Regions from separate parts of the Mus musculus genome. Here all the other regions are linked to region 3. Evidence: chromatin contacts called from public HiChIP or PLAC-seq and promoter capture Hi-C data. All regions are on one chromosome and are shown on one strand. The core of a region is the stretch at or near the end of the contact, and the rest is flanking DNA. Distances in the headings are between cores, read along the strand shown.

Region 1 (2,999 bases), core at 408-2,907, 160 kb before region 3:
ATTGAGCAAGATCTTAGGGACCTTACTCTCTGTCTTGTTCCCCTGCCTCAATATGACCAAAAATCAGATGTATGTGTTCTCCAACTTTGCTGTTCTTTTCCAAGCCTAATTTGACTTAGAAATCCCAAAGGGTGCCTTAGAAATCCGTGTAATTTTAAAATTAGTTCTTACATTTATGCAAAAAAGGACCATTGGGATTTGAATTGAATTCTCATTGTGTTTGTAGGTTTGGGGGTTATGTTTATTTGGTTGGTTGTAGGCTTATTTCTTTATTTAGATTGAGTCTTCTGCAGTGCAGGCTACCCAGAAACTTCCTAGGTAGCCAAGGATGACTTGAACTTCTGATGTCCTGCCTCCTGCTCCCCTGTGCTGGCATTGTAGGCGTGCACTCTCATGCCTGGCTCTGAGCGGCTTCCCTCTAGTATGTGGTGTATCCTTTCTCGTTTTTTCATAATTCATGCTTTTTTATTGGGAACTGGAAATGTGTAGAAAACTTGTGTGTTCCAGTAACTCTTAGTACTGGTCTCCACACTTCATCCCAGTGTTTCCTCATGATACTTCCTCATTTAGTTCTGACCACATAATTTCCATAATGGTCACTCCCTCAACCAAAGACCAGCAGGAGGTGATCCCAAGGGTGCCCTCACGTGCCCTGGATTCTGACTGAGCTCTTACCCATGGCATAAATTGCTCCCTAACCTGTCTAATCAAACTGTGGGCTTTGTTTTTTGTTGCTGTCGTTTTGTGTTTGTTTTGTTTGCTGCACCAATTCCCTAGATAAGCGTTTGTGGTTTGTTCTGACCCTGTCTCCTATTTTTGTCCAGAAAACTAAATAGTTTTGCTCCATCTCCAAGACATCCACCATCCCCCTATCCATTGCCTTTCATCTCACCTCCCCTCGTTAGGCGCCGATTCCTCCATGGTGGTAGAAATGAAGTCAATTCTTTTTGTGAGTCATTCAAGACTCTCTGTTCTATAGCCTGTTGCTCTCCCTGGGCAAACTCTCTGAGACACGGCTTTGTTTTAAGGTCAAAGCCCCTCTTTCCTCTCAATTTAGAGCTAAGCACTCACCCAAAAGGGAACAGCACTGTTTTGGATCTCCTTGGCTTGCTTTTCCTCATCTAGTACCTGCGCCCCAGAGACCAAGCCAGAGGACTTTTGTACGGTCAGTGGTGGGTGCTCTATCCCACGAGAGGGAGCTGCATGGCAGAAGGGATCCCCGCCTCTTTCAGGCTCCTTTACCTGGAACTAAGCCTGAGCAAGAGGTCACTGAGAATGGGGTGAGAAATGCTCCTTGCTGACTCCTCCTACGAAGATAGCCCTCCCACTGGGAGCTGATGGAGAGGATTCCTGTGTTATCAGGAACAGTCGGGGATGGGTTTTCTGTCCCTTCGTGCTGTGCCGGGAAGGAGGAGGAAGGGAGTAAGCATTCTTTGAACTATCCTAGGCTCAAGGTTCCAATTTAGTGGATTCTCTTCAATGAGTGTGGTTTTCCTCCATTCTTTGTACACTTTTAGGAGGATTTCTAGGGACTCACAGTGTTATAAATGACACTACTTTAGAGGGTGGCTTTAAGGTTCCCAATGCAGATACCCCACATCACAGAAGAATGTTTGTGATGGCTGATGAGCCCTGGTTATCACTGAAGCGGAGAGTTTACATTAGGGCCCCTCCTGGTGTTAATGTGCAGCAGTCTGTGTCGTCTCTTGTCTCACACAGAATGCCTCCACTCCCCTAAACATCCTCTGTGTCTCATCCACTCGTCTTTCTCTCCCCAATAGGACCAGACAAGCCCTGGTATTTCTACTGTCTCTATAGTTTTTTTCTGTTTCTGGATTGTCTTATCAAGGCAGGATAGAAAGCCAGGGAAAATTAAAGAGACATGGAAAAGAAATGAAGAGCATCAATGACTTCAACACAAGTGGCAAAATAAAGATTACCTACAGAGACAGAATTCTCTATGGCTTACACAAGAGCACTAAAACTCAACAAGTAAGCCATGCTTGTTTGGGGCCAGGACATGTGCATCCTTTTAGGTGAGCCAAGGTAGCACTCCTCCTTTGTCCTTAAGCCTGAGCAGTGTGCATTGTAAAGCTGCCTTACAATTTCACTTACGAAAAGCAAATTCTTTAAGAAGACAGGAAACCAACTCATATAGTTTTACTTAATTTTTAAAACTTTCCTTAATTTTTGAACTTGGTTGGAAACTACATCCTCTGATTAATACAACTTCAGAAGCCATAAAAACTTATGTCTGTAAGTAACACTGTTAGTCTTTTCTGAGGCTGGAGCGACAGCTCAGTGATTAAGAGCACTGTTGCACTTCCAGTAGACCTGGGTTTGACTCTCAGCATCCACATGGTGGATCACAATCATGTAGAACTGTAGTTCTGGTGGATCTGATGCCCTCCTCTGGCCTTCAAGGGCACCAAACACACACATGGTACACAGACACATATCACACAAAACAGCCCTACACAATAAATAAATAAATAAATAAATAAATAAATAAATAAATAAATAAATAAATAAATAAATAAATAGATAAATAGATAAATAGATAAATAGATAAATATATAAATAGATAAATAGATAAATAAATAAATATTTTAAAAAATATTGGTCTTTTTTGGTAAAACATTGTAAAACTTGCATTTACAACATTTTCATCTCTTACTTTGTTAGACTTTTAGGCCAGTTTTAACCACCACCACCACCACGCCTGCCCAACCTTGTAAAATCCTTGTTAACAGAAAGCCACCAATGCATTTCAACGTGTCCTAAAGCAGTGACCCTCAGTTTCCTTCATTCATTTCTTTTATACTGATTCTTTTAAAATTAGCCAATCAAGAAAAGCTGTGAGGTCAGAGCCCAGCCAAAGGGGGAAAGCTATGTTCACCACCTGCGTTACAATAAAAAGATCACTTCTTGTCTTGATGCACTTGCTCCTTCAAGTGCTTCCTTTTGATGAAGAGTAAGGTTTGCCTCTTGAGACAATT
Region 2 (3,013 bases), core at 360-2,859, 220 kb before region 3:
AACTCAGTGTTTCTAGTAACTATGTTTTTATTTACTAAATAAGAAATGAGTATAGATGAAGGCAACCAGATTGCAGTACATTGCTTTTTTTAAATTTTCAATCGACAAATAATAATTACATATGTGTAGGGCACGGTATTATGTTTTGATATTTGCATTGAAGAATTAATAAATAAAGCCAATGAATATAGCCATCATGTCACATACTAATTTTGTGTAGCAAAACATTTAAAACCAGAGATTCTCTTTAAATTTACTTTATTATTTTAAGTGTATAAGCATTTGCCTGCATGTAGGTCTGGTGCCCTCAGAGCTGAGAAGAGGGTGTTGGATCCCCTGGAACTGGAGTTACCGAGAGCTGTGAGCTGCCAGGTGGGTGCTGGAAATTGAACCCAAGTCCTCTGGAAGAGCAGCCAGCGTTGCTGTTAATGATTGTACCATCTCTCCAGCCTGCATAGAGCTTTCTTGAACTGTCTAAGGAACAATTAACTTTTCTGAAGCAAAGAATGGAAACAGTCCACATTGTGTTAGTGTGGGCACAAGTGTTTTGTTTAAAAATATTTTGCTAATAGATTCTGTGGGCTTATACTCAACAGAGCATATGTAGGATGAAAAGGAGCACAGCCCAAATGAAAGCAGAGCAGTGGAGAAACCATTGAAAGTTCAGTGTGAGCAGCTTTGGGTGGAAATGTCCCAAGTGCATGCAGACATAGAATACACTAAAGGTACTCTACTTGTCTGAGCACATTTTACCTTCTACAGTTGAGAGAAATCGGGGCTGTCTGCACTGAAAGCACATCTCAGCTCCTGAAACCCCTCTTCTGGGATACTACAGGAGCTCATTGTGCCCCCCAAAGGAAACAGATCGGTGTTCCCTTTTGGCACAAAATGCAAACTGGATCCCTCAATCCCAACGAAATAAGTTACTCCACAAAATGGGTTTGTATTTATTCGCTCTTGCCTTTACAGTTCCACAGTGCTAGGGTCACTTCCCTCCTGGACAGTCAAATAAGATACTTGGTTCTCTCTCCTCTGATTCTAAGGTTCTGGCCGCTAGCTTGCTCAATGGAGACTGGTGCGTGGCAAGGAGTATATTTTAGAAGGAAAACTAGATGCATGAAGCCAGACTTCGTGTCTCTGCTGTGACTCGCTCGTATGTACGCCGGTGTGTCTGCATTGTTCAGTATTTACAAAGAAAGTTAAGTTTAAAAAACAAAGCAGAAAACAACCTTAACCCGGGTTAAGGTACTGGGCCTGAAGCTCCTCAGGAGGACCCGGGCACATTTTGCGCACCGACCATCACAAACACACATTCACACAGACTTCCCTCGGTTAACTCTCAGCTTCTTTCTACTCTTCTTTCCTTTTTTTTTTTTTTTCCTTTTCTTCTCTCCCGGATCAAGCGTTAATCTGCGAATTTTTGACCGCAAAAGAAAGAAAGAAAGAAAGAAAGAAAGAAAGAAAGAAAGAAGAAGAAGAAAGGGGATGGTGGGGGTGGGGTGAGGAGGAATCCCGAAGTAGCTGAGTGAGCTGAGCGAGGGAGGAGGAGAAAGCCAGGGAGGAGGAGCCCAGTGGAGCAGAGTCAGAGGGACTGGTGGCTCCTGCGAGTGTGCAGCCCGCGGGGAGCCGGCGCTGCAGGCTGTGAAGCCGCCTGCCCGCACAGCCGCCCGTGCCTCTCGCTCGCCCGCGCCCGCGTCCCGGGCCCTGCTCCACCAGGACCGCCGCTGCCTCTCAGGATTCCCGAGTGCCACAAGGCTAGCGGACCGGGTCGGTCCCCGCGCCCGCGCCCGGGATGCCGTTCTACCGGCGCACTGTGGTGCCCCAGCGTCTGTGCCCGCGCAACCCTCCGCAGCCGCTGGCTGAGCTCCGCGACGTGAGCCACCTGGCCGCGCTCAGTCTGCTCCGCCAGCTCGCAGACCTCTGCGGCCACTCGCTGGCTCTGCTGGAGGACCTCGAGGGGCACCTGCTGGCTCTGGGGCGCCGCACCGACAGCCTGTACCGGCGCACCGTCCGGCTCCGCCGCCGCCTTCCCTGTCGCCTGCTTGGCCCGGAGGATGATGAAGAATTGCTAGGTAAAAGGCGCGAGGCGCCCGCGACCCTCTCCCACCCGCCTCTGGGGATGTCCCGCTGGGTCTGCCCGTGGCCGCCCCTCAAAGATCGAGGGACACGGCCTCCAGGACGCCCTCCCGCCGTCCGATCCTTCCGGGATCCGCTCGCCCGGTCCCGAGTGGCCCTCTGCTTAGGTCTGGGGGCTGCCGCCACCTCTGGAGTGCTTGGTGGAGAGGGAGGGGATCCGTAGGGTCCTGGGCGGCGCAGACCAAAGAGTCCCGGTGGCTCCGGGAACCGAATGGCCGTGCCTGCGTCTCTCCTGATGGGCCACTTTGGAAATCGCGCCCGAGCTGCCCGCCTGCCTCCCGGGCGGCGGGGGCCGCTGCAGCCAGACCCGTGGGACCTCGTGCCGGACTGCGAACGGGCTTCCCGCGCCCAGCCGTCTCCGAGCTCCCTTCCCGCTCGCTTCTCCCCGCACACTCCGCGTTGCCTCGCTGGGAGTGGCCGGCAGGGGGAGGGGAGACTGCCCAGGGCTTAGCGGATTCCATACCCCAAACCCCCGCCCCAGCCGCTAAGGTCCGGCTGCCCAGATTTGCGGGAGAGAACCATTTAAAGAGACTGTCATCGGTTTTCTTAAAAATGTGCTCGCCAGCCATGCCCGAGAAACGCCAGGTCCCGGGAGTTTCCTTACTGAACACTAGGAACCTGTGAGACTGGAGGCGGGCGGGAGCTCAGGCTCTTTACTACTTTGGATCTCAACACTTTGGATAGGGAGGACCTCTTCTGCAAAAAACGCAGCGTTCCCTTAGAATGTGGGACTTCTCTTAAACGGGGTCGGGGCTGAGTATGTTTAAAAATGCTGAGAGTAGAGGAGGAATGGCAGGTAACAGGGCCAATTGCCACCTAGGGAAGGCTAGGAAGGGGTGTCGGGGGAGCAGTGTGCCAGAAAGTTTCAGAAGGAGGT
Region 3 (2,880 bases), core at 332-2,831:
TTGTGGGAAAGCTGTCATGTGCTGCCTCTGATCCTTCAGATAAAGCCTGTACCCGCCTGCCTCTTCACCCTCACCCTCATTTTCACTGTAGAACTCCACACCTTCATTTTCATCCTCATTAGGAATTAGTGCAAAGGGGCAGCAGCTATTTTGAACTCCAGTGAGCGAGGCTGTCTTGGGGACACGCACTTTCCTTTCTATCTTGACACACTCAAGAATCAGCTCATCCAGGTCGGCCACTTCAGTTGACCATAAGAGTTCCTTTCGAAAAATTTCTGACAAGCCTTTGAGAAATTGGTTTTGGAGGCGACAGTCATCCCAAGACAAGAACTGGGCCAAGAACTGAAAAGCATCTGCATAGCTGCCCAGGGTACAGTTTCCCTGCTTGAGCTTGCGTATGGCCTTTTTAGCCACGCGTGAGGGGATGGGGCCACAGAATTCCTTACGGATTTCATCCAGGAAGCGCGGGAAGTTGGCATGCAAGGAGCTTCCTTCCTGAGTGACTGAGATAGCCCAGTCTCTCGCTTCCCCTGTGAAAAAGGAGATGAGAAATGCCACCCGTTCCGCGCCCCCAGGGAAGTGATCCTCGTGATCTGCTATGAAAGTCTCTAGCTGCATCAGAAATTCAGCCAGGTACACTGGGTCGCCTGAAAAGGGTTCTATGTCTGGCCGCTCCAGCGGTGGCAAAAGGAACTCAAAGGTTGGCTCCTTTAACATGGGGGAGTGCAGTTCCGGCTGGGACGGGCTGGGTGACAGAGGAGGGTCACTGGACCCGTCGGGGTTGGTATAGTCCTGGACCACATTAATCAAAAGATCATCTGAGACGTACTCGGGATCTGTGCGTGGAGGAGGCCAGCACAGGAAAGGCACCTCCTCCTCCTCCTCTTCCTCCTCCTCAGGAGTGGGATCAGTCTCATTGAGCAGGAACTCAAAGTTCTCCTCGGCAAGGACCGGTACTATGGGCATGGGCCAGCGGATGTAGCTCGAGACATTGCCCCGCAAGGAATTAACCTCGGCCAAGGCTCTTCCGAGCTGCAGGCCCAGCTGGACATTCTCTCCTCGAAGGGCATTTAACTCCTCTCGCAGGGCCACATTCGCCAAGCGGAGGCTATTGAGATTTCCCGCCGCTTCAGACATTGTGACAAGTTCCTGGGGCTTTGAGTGCTGGGCACTTGGGGGTAGGGAGTTATGGGGAGTGCAGGAGGAGGCAGAAATGAGGAGGTGGGCGTGGGAGGAGACCAACGTGCGGCGACAGGGCGACCCGGCGCAAGCGAGCCCGGGCCACACCCACAGGGGCTCGGTCCGGGACGCGTTACCTCGTGGCAGGGGTCGGAGAGAGAGCAGGCAGCAGCTCGGGACCTGGAGGCGGCAGGCGCAGGAGACAGACGAGACGCTGGCAGAGGTGACGCCAACAGAGGCAGGCAGAGTAGGAGGGAAGGGACTGCGGCAGGATCTGTCGAGGAAAAATCTTGCAGACAGCGATCCCTCTCGCCTTTTAAGCTCAGCTACGCGCGCCCCCCGCAGGGGCGGGCCTTCGGGAACCGAGGGAGCCCACTGGCTCCCGCGGCTGCGCTCTCACTCACTCTCTCCTTCCCTAGCTGCAGCTAACTCGGGTCGGGAAAATGCGACAGCGACTGCCCACTCGAGGTCGTCATGGCGACAGCCAGTGAACGTGTTCCTCTCCTCGGGCAGGCCCCCGAGTGTAGAGGAACTGCTTCGCGAGGCGCAGCTCAATCTCCAGAGCCTGTTGCAAGGTACTGCGAGGGTGGGGGGCTGCCTTAGAGGCAGCTGCGCAGCAGGAGGGAGGCAAAGAAGAAATGGGGAGCAGCAAAAGAAAAGAAAACAGTTCCAAACCATCTCTCTTTTCACCTTCCAGACTGATGATGCTAACATTCTGTTTCCAGTGCTGTTGCTCCCTTCCTCCCTCCCTTTTTGGTTCAGTAGTCCATAAAGGGAGAAAGGATACAGGCTGAGACAGGGTAGTGGTCAAGCAATTCACGGAGAAGGAAATGGGAGACTCCCTCAATGGGGACCCACATTCCTTCCAGCCCTCCTGTTATATAGCCCATGCCTTGGGATGCTGGCACCAGAAAACAAAGGGGTTTCTCCTTACCTGGACTTCACACACTCTGCTCTTGTAATAACCTCCCAACCACAATGAGCTCCTCCATATATCTCTCCAAGCTGAGGATGTAGCTTAGTGGTAGCATGTGCAAGGCCCAAGCTTCTATGTCCAGCACCACAAAAAAAAAAAAAAAGCCATCTCTTGTACCTTTGAGTTTCTCTTACTACTTGAGTTTTTCAGAGACACTGGACACAGGGCTGAATTCCCCCAGGAGGTGCCCAATGGATACGAAATGTACAAAATATCTTGTCAGTTCTTATATCTCCGTGCCAGCATATATTAATCCCAGTGCAGAACAGAAAACATCTGATGGGCCTCCCAAGGGGGATACAGTGGAAACCCCCAGCTCCCCGAAAAGGGCAGTAGTGACCTTAGAGAAGCAAGATGCTAAGAGATAATCATGAGCCCTGTGTCCAACAAGGAAGAGCTACCATGCAAGAGGGGGAGGGGAGTGAATGTGCTAGTTTAGCAAAGGTAGAATTAGGACCAGGAAGCAGAAACTCAGAGAGAGGCAGACCTCCACCTCCAGACAAAGAAAAACTTTTCCAACATGCCCAGGGGCCACAGTTCAAAGGGAAGAGTGCTCTTTGGGTATCTGCCCTGAGACTTAAGAGCACCTGGAAGGGCTTCTGAAGAGGGAATCGGAGCAGAGAGCGCAGACATTGCTGCAGAGAATCAGCCCTGAGAGCAGCCTCAGCACCAGATTCAGAGCACACAGAGCCTGGAATGTCCATTCTGACCTCTCACTTTCTGCA

The links. Promoter capture Hi-C pulls out the DNA fragments that hold promoters and counts their contacts. HiChIP or PLAC-seq counts read pairs in DNA pulled down with a chosen protein or histone mark.
Region 1: an H3K27ac HiChIP or PLAC-seq map of extraembryonic endoderm stem cells shows a contact between it and region 3, with 4 times the contacts expected there. The contact joins the enhancer-like site here to the promoter of Rtl5 in region 3. A contact is called at or near these places in 8 of 39 promoter capture datasets (the 3T3-L1 cell line, 3T3-L1-derived adipocytes, the SN4741 cell line and 4 more), 2 of 115 datasets of contacts at active chromatin or transcription factors (extraembryonic endoderm stem cells and kidney) and 2 of 9 other capture datasets (adipose tissue and liver).
Region 2: a promoter capture Hi-C map of embryonic stem cells shows a contact between it and region 3. The contact joins the promoter of Nhsl2 here to the promoter of Rtl5 in region 3. A contact is called at or near these places in 13 of 39 promoter capture datasets (the 3T3-L1 cell line, cranial neural crest, embryonic stem cells and 3 more), 10 of 484 Hi-C or Micro-C datasets (cerebellum, embryonic stem cells, nephron progenitors and 2 more), 2 of 115 datasets of contacts at active chromatin or transcription factors (cardiomyocytes and embryonic stem cells) and 3 of 9 other capture datasets (adipose tissue, embryonic stem cells and macrophages).

Annotation. Positions count from the first base shown.
Region 1 is chrX:101,906,909-101,909,907 of GRCm38.p6, forward strand. All of the region lies in intron 1 of Nhsl2 (NHS-like 2), which reads left to right. Among named protein-coding and RNA genes, the nearest start is that of Gm25828, 4.3 kb to the right of the region's middle. Within about 2 kb of position 1,658, at least 8 of the 459 cell types and tissues checked have an H3K27ac peak or open chromatin away from gene starts, as enhancers often do. A contact at or near this core is called in extraembryonic endoderm stem cells, where this site is marked.
Region 2 is chrX:101,847,776-101,850,788 of GRCm38.p6, forward strand. It overlaps Nhsl2 (NHS-like 2), which reads left to right and starts at 1,610. Exons shown (of 8, transcript NM_001163610.1): 1 at 1,610-2,072. The coding sequence starts at 1,793.
Region 3 is chrX:102,069,726-102,072,605 of GRCm38.p6, forward strand. Rtl5 (retrotransposon Gag like 5) reads right to left here and starts at 1,582. Exons shown (of 2, transcript NM_001278534.1): 1 at 1-1,582. The coding sequence starts at 1,137. It overlaps Nhsl2 (NHS-like 2), which reads left to right. Exons shown (of 8, transcript NM_001163610.1): 2 at 1,599-1,754.